Linked DNA regions of Hordeum vulgare: region 2 is linked to region 1. A link is a contact called in public Hi-C data. All regions are on one chromosome and are shown on one strand. Each heading gives the region's core, a stretch centred on a gene start, on an enhancer-like site or on the middle of the called end of the contact. The rest is flanking DNA. Distances are from core to core; before and after follow the strand shown.

Evidence for each region. A called contact is a pair of places that touch in the nucleus more often than the background predicts.
Region 2: a Hi-C map of leaf shows a contact between it and region 1, with 3 times the contacts expected there. The contact joins the promoter of LOC123411970 here to the enhancer-like site in region 1. A contact is called at or near these places in 3 of 6 Hi-C or Micro-C datasets (leaf and seedling) and 1 of 1 datasets of contacts at active chromatin or transcription factors (embryo).

What each region holds. Positions count from the first base shown.
Region 1 is chr7H:21,087,611-21,095,213 of MorexV3_pseudomolecules_assembly, reverse strand. No RefSeq gene overlaps it. Among protein-coding and RNA genes, the nearest start is that of LOC123410025, 42 kb to the right of the region's middle. Within about 2 kb of position 3,378, at least 3 of the 3 cell types and tissues checked have open chromatin away from gene starts, as enhancers often do. A contact at or near this core is called in leaf and seedling, where this site is marked.
Region 2 is chr7H:21,328,527-21,336,129 of MorexV3_pseudomolecules_assembly, reverse strand. It overlaps LOC123411970 (ABC transporter G family member 14), which reads right to left and starts at 2,951. Exons shown (of 3, transcript XM_045104931.1): 1 at 2,690-2,951; 2 at 1,709-2,579; 3 at 1-392. The coding sequence starts at 2,848.

The sequences.
Region 1 (7,603 bases), core at 2,129-4,628:
TGATGGAAAAAAAATACAATATAATTGGTGAATACAAAAGTCGGCCAGATCTTAATAGGAAGGTTTGACGCTTGAGCACTCAAGCTACATCAACTGTGTAAATATATATCCTGCATCATGCATCATGTACATGAACTCAGCAAAGCAAAGCAGGAAGCAAAAGAACCAAGGAGAGCCGGAGAAGCGAAAGGCAGGCATGCCCCATTGGTGACCAATGGCTGGTCTGCCTAGTGCTCTACTGCTCTATCCGGTCCGGCCACAAGCCCCATGCAGCGACAACACACATTACACATTACACACATCCTATCGCACCACCCTTGCGCGCCGCGACGAGGATGCCGGTAGATACCGTGGGGCGGTGCGGCGCAAAGGGGGATCCGCGCCGGCCGGTGGGCATGAACAGCCCAGATAGGGACAGCGTGCATGTACAAGGAAGAATCAACCACCCCACTGTTGGGACACGTCCCCCCCGGCCCTTGGAACCGCCAGCGGCTGTAAAGATCAGGGAGCTCCCATAACCCATTCAGATCCTGACAGATTGCCAGCAAACTATGCAACCTGCAACTGGAAAATCGCACCATCGGAGCTCGCTTTTGATCGTCTCCTCCACTTCCGCACGCATGCATCAGACCATGATCTTGCGAGAGCCTGATGATGCACATGCCGCACTGCTTTGTTTCTCCTTGCAGCTTCTGTTTGGTCACCATGATCTTGAGAGACATCGAGGTGTGCGGCCGTCGCGCCGCGATGCCGACAACTCGGGCGGGACGCTGCGCCTGGAGAGGCAGCTCCAGCTAACACCAGAGAGCCGTCTGTTCTCCACACACTGACGCTCCCGACTCTGCTGCTTCTTCGGCAGCTACGCTAAAGAGGCCAGGTGTTTTTTGCACATGCCGGGAGGCCAATATAAAATCTGAAAACATATTCTGAAGTCAGGAATATTTCTTAAATCGTGAAGGATTTTTCGATCCTGGAACATCTTCTAAAATCCAGGAGTTTTTTTGAAAAAAATTGATTGTTTTTAAAATTCTTGAACATTCCAAAATTTGTGAATACTTTATTCTTGCCCATGAACATTCTAACATTGTGAAAAAAGGTTTTTTTTCCTGAAGCGGACAAGAACGACCGGTTTTTCCGAAGGCACGATGGGCGTTTATTTTTTCAGCAGTGCATACTATTCCCTCCGTCCTACTCCCTCCGTTCCAAAACATAAGTCTTTTAAGAGATTTCACTAGAAGTCTATATACAAAACAAAATGAATAAATCAATACTTTAAAGTATGTCTATATACATCTGTATGTAGTCTACTAGTAAAACCTCTGGAAAGACTTATATTTAGGAAAGGAGGGAGTATAATATAAAACATTTTTAACTCTAATATACGTTATTATATTATGGGACGGAGGGAGTAGTTTTTTTTAGGCATCACAGTGCCTACTAGTTTCCTTGGGAAGCAACAAAATATTGAGAAATCTTGAGAAGCAAATACTAGGAACATTTTTCCTCCTCAAAGCAGAGCTAGTTGCCCGGCACAAGATGGAAGAGAGGTGTATGTGAAGAACGGAATAAAGGAGGGAAAACCCTATTCACAGTATTTTATAGCGAATAGTCATCGCTACGCCCCCCCCCCCCCCCTCCCCCGACTCGATTGCACCCTCCAGTTTCGGTCAGCCAACGGTTTTGGGAACTTCCTACGAGGTGTCCTCAGCCGGGTTTTTTGTTTTATTATCGGTTTTTTCTGTTTCTGTTTCTTTCTTTCCTTTTTATGTTTTCTGTTTTTCTTCTATCATTTTTTGCAAGGTTATTTTATCTTTTTTAAACTAAGTTCTTGTTTGATAATTGTACTTAAAATTAGTAAAATGACTTGCTTTTAGAAAATTCTTCTAAATTTTAAATAATTATTTTTAATAAACGTTTGTATTTTTCAAATTGATCGCAAATTTTCAAAAAATGTCTGTATTTTCCAGTTTTTCTTGGAAGTTCCAAAATAAATCCCATTTCAAAGTTTTTTCGCAAATTTGAAAAAAGTTTTATGTTTTCATGTCTTGTTTGGGAGTTTCTAAAAGTCTTCCGCTTCAAAATTTGTTTGCAAATTAAAAAATATTGTGTTTTCAAATTTTCTCCTGGAGTTTCAGAAAAATATTTTCTTTTGTTAAAATTGATCGCAAATTTACTAGTAAAACCATTTTTTTCAATTTTGTTTGGAAGTTTCAAAAAATGTTCCCGTTTCAAAATTTGTTTGCAAATTTTCAATAAGTTCATGTTTTCATATTTTGTTCCAGAGTTTTAAAAAAATGTTCCGTTTCAAAAATTGGTTGCAAATTTTAAAAAATAGTGTTTTCAAATTTCATTCTAGAGTTCCAGAAATGTTCACATGCAAAAGTTGCTCGTGTTTCCAAATTTTGTTTAGGAATTTGAAAAATGATCATGTTTTTGAAAAAGTGTTCCCGGTCTGTTTTTTGGGGTGGTTTATAAAATGTTTCCAATTCAAAATTTGTTTGCATATTTTCAAGAAAGTCCATGTTTCATGTTTTGTTCGGGAGTTTTCAGAAAATGTTCCGTTTCAAAATTTATTTGCAAATTTAAAGAAATGTTTTTTTTGTCAAATTTCGTTCTGGAGTCTAAAAAATGTTGGCATGCAAAAGTTGTTGGTGTTTCCAGAAAAAATTGGACTTTGAAAAATGTTCCTGTTTCTGAAAACTTGTTCCTGTTCAGTTTTTTGGCAATGTGAAAAATGTTCCCATTTCCAAATTTTCTCGCAAATTTTCAAAAAGGATCAAGTTTTCATGCTTTGTTCGGGAGTTCTGGAAAAATGTCCCGTTTCAAAAACTGTTTGCAAATTTAGAAAAATATTCATGTTTTCAAATTTCATTCTGAAGTTTCAAAAATGTTCTCTTGCAAAAGTCGTTCATTTTCCAAATTTTGTTTTGGAATTTGAAAAATTTTCCTGCTTTTGAAAATTTGTTCCTGTTCAGTTTTTTGGGTAGTTTAAAAATGTTCCCGTTTTGAAAAAATGTTCGCTTCTCGAAAATTATTTTGCATCTTTAAAAAATGTTACAGTTTTCCGTTTGATAAAAGATTCGCATTTTGTTTTCAAAAAAAAGTTTTGCGGTCGAATGTTTGGAAACATTCGGATCGGCGTTTGAGTTTCTTAAGGTTTCGCAATGCTCTGTGTAGATGAAATCTCGCTAGCTCAACTAGCTAGAATCATATGCTCTGAAGCAGACGGTCTTTGGGTTTGATACTTGGCAGCCCATCCTTTTTTATTCCAGCCGTATTTACTTGTGGCTAGCAAGATAGGCCGGCGTAGTCGAGAGAGCTGCCTGTGCGTGCGGTCAACAGTCTGACGCGCAGGGCGCCAGATAGGACGTCCCATAAAGGAGGGCCGCTAATATTTAGCGTGTAATTGGGGGTGGGGGTGTTGATATGCGCCGCTCGTTGCAACCACTACGGCTCCCTTCGCTACGTCCCTCAAACTAAGAGGGCCTGGTCCAGGGACCGCGGGGAGAGTTAGCGGTCTCTATATGGTCAGTTTCAAATTTAACAAATTGTTCTGAATTCAAGAAATATTTGTAACTTCAAAACGTATTCGTAAATGAAATATATATTGTATTAGACAAAGCAGTTGATGTATAGAATTTCGTTTAGAATTTAGAGATTGTTCAAGAAATCAAAAGAATGTTAATGAATTCACAAATTGTTCAAAACTTCAACAATATGACCACACGTTCGTAAAAGTGATTATAAATTTCCCAAAAAAAGTATTCATGAACTTGGAGAACTATTTAAGAATACAAAAAATGTTCACAAATTCGAAAAAATATAAATGAAATTGACAAACGAAAGTTTTCTAATAAAAATGCTCATGAATTGAAAACAAATTCCGAATTAAAAAGGAAGTTCAGGAAAAATCTAAATATAGTTTTTGCAAAAAAAAACATAAATTCATATTTTAAATCGAGAATATTTTAAAAGATGTGAACATTTCATGAAATTAGGAATCAAATTTAAAGTTTCTATCTTTTTTTGCAAATACAAACATTTTTTAGTTACAATATAATTTTTAAGGGGATTGCTACGCATCTATCGGTGGATATTTATTAAATATCCACCACCTCGACAGCCGTTCGATCTCGCGCGTATAGCCGTCCGATCCGCTGCGTCTGATCCGCTCTGGACGCAATTCCTGAAACGATGCTCGAGTTGTAGAAACTTTCGCTTTGTTGCAAAAAATAAACTTTGGATCCGTTAATTCCTGAAACAACGGTCGAGTTTCAGAAACAATTTGCTTGTTGCAGAAAAAAAAATCTTCGTCTTTCTGTAACATAGGTATTTTTACGGAAGAAATTTTTGCAACAAAATGTCGTGTTGCAGGAAACTTTTTGCAACAAAGGTCGAGTTGCAGAACGCGTGGCGTGGGGCAGCGGCGGAGGGCGGGCAGGGGCGGCGGAAGGCTGCATGCAGGCCGGCGACGGAGGGCCGCGGTGCAGGCCGACGGGGCGGGGCCGTGGCGCGGGGCGGAAGCGGAGGGCGACGGGCAGCCCGGCGACGGAGGGCCGCGGTGCAGGCCGACGGGGCGGGGCCGTGGCGCGGGGCGGAAGCGGAGGGCGACGAGCAGCCCGGCGATGGAGGGCCGCGCTGCAGGCCGACGGGGCGGGGCCGTGGCGCGGGGCAGCGGCGGAGGGCGGCAGGGGCGGCGACGGAGGGCGAGCAAGGGCGACGGAAGGCGGCGGGCAGGCCGGCGGCGGAGGGGCGGCGGGGCCGCAGCAGGCCGACGGCGGAGGGGCGGCGAGATGCAGCAGGCCGGCGGCGGCGAGGTCGTCGGGGCCGAGGCGGAGGCGGAGACACGGATGGGCAGTTTTGTGAAACAACTGTCCAGTTTCTGAAACAACGATCCAGTTTCACGAACGGTTCGCGATCAGATCGACGCCAGATCCAACGGACAAGCGAACGGCGGATGGATCACACGGATCAGTCTGTGGAATGTAAGACTTTCCCAAATTTTAAACCTTGAACTTTTTTAAATATGTGAACATTGCATGAAATTGTAAATAAAATTTGAGTTTTGGATCATATTTTGAAAATACAAAAAAAAAATCAAAGAGACACACAATTTTTTAAGCTTTTAAAATTTGGAATAAGAAAGAAATAAAAAAATGATCACGAAAATAGAGGAAAAACAAATAATAAAATAGGAAAGGATAAAACCATACAGAAACCGTTAAAAACTAGCTGGGAATCTTCTAGATGGTTCCCAAAACTTGCTAAGAAAACGTCCACGTACCTGTCCCGCAACCACTTTGTGCTCTATTTGGTCCGCCCAACTTGAAGCGCCAGTGGGTGATCCAAGGACATTAAGGAGGAAATCGATCCATGAGAAAGTTACAACTACACTATCCACATGGACAATTGCTGGTTAGTGAACATTTACGTCTGTCCTTATCTGTCTATGTATAATACAATTTATTTTATTTAATGTTTTCTTGTTTCCTTTTTTTCACTATTCATTTTTCTTTAAATGTGTGATGTTGTTTCAACTCGATAATTTTTAAAAAAAATTACAAAGTTATTTTTCAATTTTGATGATTTTACTTCCAAATTAGAATGAACACTTTTCCAAATTCAATGAACTTTTTCAAACCCACTGAACATTTTTTAAATTCGATGACCATTTTTCAAATTCGATGAACTTTTTGCCAAAATCCATGAACTTTAAAAAATTGATGAACTTTTTGTCAAAATGCATGAATTTTTTATACAAAACATCGATGTACATTTTTCAAATTTGTTGAACGTTTTTCAAAATCCATGAACTTTTTATCAAAGTCCATGAACTTTAAAAAATTGATGAACATTTTTTAAATTTGATGAAATTTTTGTCAAAATGCATGAATTTTTTATACAAAACATCGATGTACATTTTTCAAATGTGTTGAACTTTTTTCAAAATCCATGAACTTTTTAAAAAATCAATAAAATTTTTGTCAAAATTCATGAACTTCTGTTAAAAAAATTGATGAAGTTTATTCAAATTCGATGACCTTTTTGTCAAAATCCATGAACTTTTTTCAAATCAATGAACTATTTTACAATTTTGATGAACTTTGTTTAAAATCGACAAACTTATACCAAAATTAGTGAAATTTTTAAATCGGAAAATTTATTGTTCGAAATCGATGAACTTTTTGAAAACTGATGAACTTTTTGCAAACTTGTGAAATTTTTCGAAATTTCATGAACTTTATCCTTTTTTTAAATTGTTGCAAATTCGTGAAGTTTTCTCAGATTTCTGTATTTTTTTCAGTTTGCACGAACCTTCCAAATTTTATTAACTTTCTTCAAATTCACGCTTTTGTATTATGCATTCATTTTTCAATTTTTTTTCATTTTATCATAAAATAGTATGCATAATAGGTGGGTATATAATAAGAGGTTTTGTCATTCGAATCTACACCCGAAGAGTTCGGCCTAGTGGCTATGGTCATTGGTTTGGGTACACGGACACAGATCGAATCCTGACTTTCATCTGACGAGAAGCACAAAGCTAACTCAACGAGGCGTGGGCCTTGCCTATTTGCATCACGTACATGTACACGAGTCAGGAGATAATACGTGCACAGGTCCACACCTTTTCTAGTGTTCTTCTTCCTGTATTTTTTTTTTCTAATCCCGATTCCCCAAATTAACAGGTCAATACGGAATAGGGAATTGTTGGCTGGGTGATCAAATCATTGAGCTAGCATAGCTAGATTAGATTACATAGAGAAGGTACTATACTATGCCCTATCAGATTTTGTCATGATATTATATAAAGATCTTCTATAATTAATCTAATAGTTTAATTAGCTTTGTGTTAATTGTAAAAGCTAATTGTTTCTTTCAATTTCAGCATGGTCATGTCGGGTTCGGGTAGAAAGTATCCATCCGAAAGTTGTAAAAGAAAAAAGAAGTAGCAGGAAGATGAGGAGAAAGAGCCATTGAGTGGATCCCTTTTTAGATATTATAAGAGCAAGACGAGCACTTCAAGAAATCTATAGGAGCTGGCGATTGTTCTTGCGGATGATCAAACTAATATCAATCGGGAAGATGATGGCCATACTCCTACAGAAGACGATGTTGACATCAACATGGATGATACCAATGTGAGTGATCATGATCCCATATCTAATTCATCCGCGACATAATTTACTAGTGTTGATGAGGAAAAAGGATACCCAAAGGAGTGGATACGAATTTCATTTTATCAACAACGAAGAGTGGACTTTCTTTTCTTTCACAAAGTATACCTAAAATTCAAGGTAATACAAGAAATAGGATAGGATCCTTTACTACGTCTTTTGGGGCTTAAAACACTTTTGCCTATCCGCATGAGACGGGTGTGTGTGCGTCGTGCGTGTGTATGTGTGACTATTATAACAAACTAGCAATGTCCAAGCTTTTGAATTTAGTGAAGCTAAAAGCCACAACGTAGTTGTCGAGCCAAAACGCATTGAAAATATGATGGAGTAAGTTGAGTTCATGGGTAGTAGAAGTGTTGCATCCAATCATTGATTTATAAATCAATGATCCATGACCTCACACCATTCAACTACTTCTAGCGGGG
Region 2 (7,603 bases), core at 1,702-4,201, 240 kb before region 1:
GAAGAAGATGAGCGCCGTCCGGTCCTGCAGGTGCGCCGCCGGCGTGCGCCACCAGAGGAGCCCCGCGAGGAACGCCACGCTCAGCACCTGGAAGATGCGGAGCTTGTTGAAGGACTCGTGGCGGCGCTCCTTGAGCCCGCGCCGGAGGAGCACCGAGAACTGGGCGCACCACCCGGCCGTCCACTCCACGCCCGACCCCGACCCCGACGCGCCCCGGCGTTGCCCGATGATGCCGCCGGCGCCGGCCGCCTCGTTGGAGCATATGTCGAGCTTCACCGCCGGCGCAATGTGGCGCGCGTACGCGTCGGCCAGCTTCCCCCGCACCTCCTTCTGCTCGCCCTCGCTCCCGCCGCCGGGAAGAACGCCGTCGCCGTTCGTGTCCGGCAAGATACCTGCATGCACGGTGATGATCGATCAGTACCTGAGCAGGGCAGCGAGCGAGCGTACGTACGTACGTCTCCCCGGAGGTCGACAAGTGTCGGGCACTGTTGTCGTGACCGGAATGGAGATGGAGGAGGGAATGATGAGGAGGCGACCCGCCGGTGTGTCGGGCGGGGACGGAGTGGTGGTGGTGGTGGCCATGATTGGGGCTGGGAGTGGACGGAGCAGTGCGTCCCTGTCCGTGTCTCTCCCCCACCGATCGATCCGATCGTCGCCATTGCCGATTTGGCGTGCGCTTACGTACGCAGGTCTAGTTAATCACCGTGGGCTGGTGCAGGTGATCGTGATTGTGATCGTGATGCGATGGACGCTGATCGATGATGCAGATGCAGGAAAAGGGGAGAAATCGATTTGAAAAGCATGCGCGCACCGTATCCGCGACATAATCTTAGCACACCACATTCTATCTCCCTTTTAGTTGTTATTTATTTGTGAAAATCCCTTTAATCGAAAAAGCATTTTATTTTAGTTGTTATAGTGGGTGGCTGTGGCATCTTGTTGTGTCTAATTATTATTTTATATTTTCTGTGGAAGTGGTTATCCAAACAACTGTTGTCGCGGATCAAGTTCTTTTGCAACTGTATATATATTTGCATACTGAGTCTAACTTAGAGTCTGTGGTGGAACAAGCACATGGAGATTTTAGTTTTAAATTCGATTGTGGTGTTTGTATTTTTTCTGCATTTATTTCATATTTTTAAAAATGTTTGTTTTGTGAAAAAAGACGTTTTCGTGTACTACAGATGAGTCTGTGATGTCTTCATCAATTTTATGATAATTTATCGGCTTCGTGTTTTCAAGATGTTAATAAAAACTAGGTATTTTCCAGTTCGATCCATCCGTTAATTCTCTACCGGACGGTGGAAAAGAGCGGGCATGTCACCATATACTCTTAGTCAGTAACATGCCAATGGCATCTTGGTCCACACTACAAAACAAAATTGTTAACCAAGTGTTTTCCAAATCAGAAATTCAGAATTTTTTCGGTTATACTCCAGTTGATTGCCACCAGACCAGTTGTGATCCCCTACACTAACCATCTGGCTTCATAATGGATGGATGCACATAATCGAGGGATTTTTAGAGTGATGCGTGTTTGTGGTTGGATGAGATCAGCGTGATGGAATGCAATGGCACATGCATGCCAACATGCCATATGCATTTGGAAAGCATCATAAAAAAGGCTAAGTAAAGAATGTTAAAGCGAAAGAGAATATGAAGGTGGCGTGGTGATCAGTGGATGGAGTCGTGCGTTTGGGTGGCATACCGTTGGCGAGGTCGAGCATGAGGTCGGCCGGGTTGACGGACAGCGGCGACGCGAAGCCGACTGAGGCGAAGTAGGAGAGCGCGTCGGCGGCGAGGCCGTAGTAGATGGGCCGCCCCTCGGCGGACAGCAGCAGCACCTTGTCGAACATGTGGTAGAGGCGCGACGACGGCTGGTGGATGGTGACCACGACCGTGCGGCCGCCGCCGGCGGCCATGCGGCGGAGCGTGCCGACGATCCTGGCGGCCGTGGTGGAGTCGAGCCCTGAGGTGGGCTCGTCCAGGAGCAGCAGGCTGGGGTCGACGAGCATCTCCAGCCCGATGCTCACCCGCTTGCGCTCGCCGCCGGACAGCCCGCGCACGCCCCGCACGCCGCCGACCATGCTGTGGGCCACCTTGGCGAGGCCCAGCTCCGCGGCCACCGCCTCCGCCTGCGCGCGCTTCTCGCCGGCGCCCAGCGCGCGGGGCAGACGGAGCAGCGCCGTGTACCACAGCGTCTCCGACACGGTGAGGTGCGGGTACAGCACGTCGTGCTGCGTCACGAACCCCGTGCGCCGCTTCACGGCGCCGGAGAAGGGCTTCCCGTTGTAGGTGATCTTCCCGGACAGCAGCGCGTGCCGGTGCCGGCCTCCCAGCGCCGTCAGCAGCGTCGTCTTGCCGCTCCCGGACGGGCCCAGCATCGCCAGCATCTCCCCCGGCCGCACCACCCCGGACATCCCGCTGATGATCGTCTTCTCCCTCGGCGGCGACACCGCCACCGCCGCCTTGTTCTTCTTGCCCCCCGCCCCGCCGCCGCCGCGGCACGCCGCCGAGACCCTCGTGCACCAACCGTCCGTCGCCTGCCCGACCTTCACCTTGTACACCACTTCCTCAAACTGCACCCATGCATGCAGGCAGGAGCACGTCGTCTCATCACCAGTTAATCGTGACCGACTAAAACGAATAACTGAAGCACGCTCGTACGTGCATCTGCATGAAACATTACCTTGAGGACGAGAGGGAATGGGTTGGCGGCCGCGGGGCGGTGGCCGGACGGCGGGCTGGAGGTGGTGGGATGGACGGCGCCGGAAGGGTTGCCGTTGCTGCCGGCGGGAGGAGGCGCCTCCTTGTGCTTATCACCATCGTGCAATTCTTGAGGCGCCATGTCGATCTAATTAATTTGTATAGTATGTATACTAGCTTACGATGATGAGGAGATGGGATAGAGCAAGTAAGGAATGGCGCTTTGGTTTGCCACTGCTACTTGGTTAACTGGTGTGGGCGGGGTGGTGGTATTTATCGGGGATGGAGGGGGCAAAGGAGGGGAGAAGAGGGCCTACCAAATGGGCTCAGGCCTCAGGGGAGCAACACTTGTTGCTGTCACTTTTTCTTTGGTTAGTTAGTTAGTTCTCCATCGGTATATTTATTTATTTACCGATTAATCCTTGATCAACAACTGTGTGGTGTGTGCATGAAAGTAACATCACTAGCTATCATGCATCTGGTAGTTACAACTTACAACTGGTAGTTGTTATTGTTAAAACATGCATGAATGGAAGGGAGTTTACAGATGTCATGTATAGTGGATTCCTGTAGCTGATAGTGTGGAGCCATGGAGGGGCCGGGTGGCTCGGTGGACATACATTCGGTAGATGATTAACATATCTCCTTCTCCTTTCCTTCGGACATGATGCAGTGGACTTATTGATCAAACTAGGTAAGGCTTTTTTTTTTGGGTTTTGTTTTGTTGAAAAGGTGGATGACCCCGGGCCTATGTATCGATTGTCTGATGCAGACAATCATATATTGGTTATTTATTTGAGGACCTGAATGTCCAGTGAATGCCAGATTTTTAGCCATGCCAAATCAGACGTTGTTTATGGCAAATTAAATTCATCGAGGATGACAAATTTAACGAGCGAGCATGGTAATTCCGTCTCACCTTGTTTTTTCCCCCCGGAAAATTTGAGATCATCGCGCCAATAGAAGCTGCCATGAAAAACATCATATATATATATTCCATGGCTAGAAAATCGGACGTAAGTTTTATAGCGATTCCGTTATTTTAAACAATGCCAAGCATCGATGCCGAGCAAGGGCCCAGGATTCACAAAAGACTAGCAAGGGATCCTTTGGTTCGAAGGACAGATTTGTGTTCGTAACAAAGGAGAGCTCGGCTGATGATACATGCTAGACAACATGTTAGCTATGACTACTTTGTACTTTTTGCAGTACACCATATCTATACAAGCATTATGAGTGACACCCTTGTTCACCTACCTATGGTATATATGTGTGTGTGAAGAGAACCATAATCCAGGGTTGTGACAATGAATCACAAACAAATAAAACATGATGTGAATATGTATGAACTTGAATCGAGATGATTGCGATGTGGGTGCGCTCTGACCAAAAACTAATTCTGGAAAAGTGTATATACAAGTACATGTTCTCACACTCTGATGTCCATCTTCTTTCCTTTTTCAATTCTTTATTTATTCCATCAGAAGTTTTAAATATTATTTCATCTTTTTGACACACAATCTCCATTCTTGTGTGCAATCTAATCTAGCGCACCACCAGCCACTTTCCATTACTTTTCCCTTTGTTCCCTCGCTCAATTCTTTGTTTATTTCTTCAAATAATGTACTAGAAGATCACTATGTATTATATTTATATATACCACATAATAAAATGTAGTCACCTAACTACCTCCCAATTAGGTCATTAATTTGGAAAATAAACACTTGTGCTAATAATAATACTATATATGTAAGTCAATAGAAATTGGTTTATGCTGGAAGGGAAAAGCATATCTCACTGTTGAGAATCAGTTGTGAAAAAGATATATCTTGGAACAAGATCTTCCTTTGGCCAGTGATGTCACATTAACATTAAAGCCAATAACTTTGGCTACTTGCTTTCGCCAGTTGCCAGCGCCTTTACTTGCAGCACAAAGCTAGCTACCATGCAAAGCAGACCAATTTACTGATCATGTGCAGGGAATGAATCAAAAGAGCCCCATGTTAGCTGCTTCTGCATGCATGCCTAATGGCAAACTGATTGAACATGCATCCATCAGCCATGTGTGGTTCCTTCGATCTTGCTCCAACTGTTTAGGTGCGTGTTCACACAAAATTCACAATAATCTATGTGAAAAAACAGACCTAGACATATGCACCTTTAGCTAGTAGTAACAGGTCACCAGTTTTGTCGTGGGGGACTGGGAGGTGAATCTGTGCCACTCATGCCAATTGGCCATTTATATTTATCTGGCTTCCTTTCTTTCTTTCTTTCTTTCTTTCTTTCTTTCTTTCAGTCTTCTCCCTCCCCCTCTCTCTCTCCCCCCCCCCCCCTCTATCTCTCTCCATCTCTCTTTTTTCTTGATTGCTTGCCTACATTAGTCATATTGCCTGAGTGATAGCCCCTACAGATTTGTAAAGGCTGCCAAATTGTGATCTCTGATAGATCAGCTCTTTCATTTGGGCTTTTTGCATTAGCATGTGCATGTGCAAGCAATGATGCATCTGAGGACTAGAGCCAGCCACCTCACGAACTATAGTACAACCAAACCAGCAGCTACTAGTGTTTGTTACCTTTGTATGACATGGAAATCGTATAGTGGTACTTGTTAGGTTTTTCCCCAACAGCTAGCTAGCTGCCATCCATTGCACACGATCATGATGTGAAGCCCTCAAAAGTTTAGTAACTAGTGACACTGCAAATAAAGAGAGATCTATAGCTAGCGTTAGTTTTTATGGCTTAGGCCGGACAAGTGCTTGCTTTTCTAATAAAACTTAAATACACGGACCGGTCATATATAAAGCAATCGAACAGGTAGCATATGAACTGTAGTTATTTATGGATCTGTAATGTATTATTTTCTCAGTGGAGTACAAATAAAGCTTGAGATATTGTAGACTATTGGCTCAACTAAATTAACATTAATTGGCATTGCATGATTCGTAATGTAGCAGCTGGAATCTAGCCTTAAATGGAGCGGATTCTTTGCAGCAGATGATGCACTTTGGGCTAATTTATTGGTTGCTATTGACGATCATGGCTAGCTAGGGGTGTGCGAGACCCCATCCAACTGCTATCTTAAGAATTTAGTGAGAGGCACTGGGCTAGCTAGGGTACTTGTTTTTTGTTAGTGCAGCGATCCATATGTGCAAACTGCCCTGTCAGTTCCCAAACGAGATCATGTGATGTTATTCCAGCATCAACTAACATTTGTTGGCTTCAGATATATGCCCAAGAATTCTCTTAGCTCAGCTAGTGTTTCTCCAGTTGTCCAGTGGGTATTTGCTCATGGGTCCTTTTCACATATCAAGCTTGCAAAATTGGGGACCGTTTCTGCGCATTTTGCAATCGAATAAGAGTGCGCAATGATAGGTATATTATACATAATGCATAAGCATGGCCTGATGGTGATGCCTCAATGTCGATCTGCTAGCTAAGCTTGCACTTCTGTTCTTGATCAAGATCTTTCATGCGCACAGTTGCCAGGGAATAAATGTTATGTCAATGATCAACAGAGATGATCAGCAGACTGTTATCCTTCGGGTATCAAAATCAATGCCCACAAAGATGAATCATGTTTGGTTATAACTTATAAGACATACCTTATATGGGAAATATGTGATGCCTACAATGGTTGGTAACCATAGTTAATGCAATCTTGGTTAGCTGGTCATCGGTTTGAATGGTTTGCTAATTCAAGTGCATATATCAGAAAACTGGCTTCCACGCTGAATTATAAATAGAGCCAAACGACTGAACCAATACAATGTGATGAGAAAATACTCTTACAAAGTAGGTAGAAATAAAATCGACAACCGAGAGAATAGCGAATACTTCACCAACTCAATGCCGAGCAAGAGTACAAGACTGGCCACACCCCACCAAGAAGCAAGCGATACCACCGACTAGGAACGAAACCGTGCCTTCCTGGGAAACCATTAGAGATTGTTGCACCGCAAACACCAAACTATCGCTCGAGAGCGTCGATCTTGTGTGCGGATAGCAAGGACCAAAAATAATGACAACGAGGTCACATGTAAAAGGCAGGAGACAAATGAGACCTCCCCATTCCATAGTCAAAGAAGCTTCATGCCAAGAATAAATTTTGTCCAAAGACGCCGACGCACTAGGACCGGTTGGTGCCTAGGCTCCACGACAACAGGCCTAAGAGGGTGACGACGCTATGCGCCGCTACCACCGAGACCGAACAATGGAGTAGGGTTTTCACCCAGAACCCTGGCATGGGAAGGGAAACCACAAGGATGCCCCCAAGCGGGATGCGACACCCACATGTATCTCTTTAGTCAGAGCGTGGAGCTTTCGCTCAGAGTCTCATCCATGTCACACCGAGGTGCCACTGTTGCCAACCCCATGCCAAGGCAAGGGTCGCCACCACCAGATCGACACCTCGAGATCAAGACGAGTGAGCCTCCAGCACCGAAGCGTGTGCATATATCTATGTTGCTCGTTTCCTAGATATAAAACATCTGATGATGCAAATCGGAATTTTTTCTTTGTCAAGGATTTTTTTTCCTTCATAGAAAACTAATCAACTTAACGCGAACACCCATAGATAAGTCAATTATATTGCTTTGCTCTCATCAACTAATGCCAAATGGGTACCATCTGTAAAACAATCCCCGACAGGTCGTGCCCCCCCTTTTACGGTCTACTGTTGCCACAAAGTCCTTGAATCCTGCTATTGTGTGGTTAATTGGTGATTAATGAGAATATCATATGGAAACAAACATTCAAGTGAAACTGGTGAAAACCACATGAAAATGATGTTTTGTAGTTTGTAAAATCTCAAAAAAATACCGGAGGATAAGAGCTAGGGATATGTTCTATTGCCATGCAAAATTTGAAGTTCAAACACATTACGCCATGTGAGCTATGA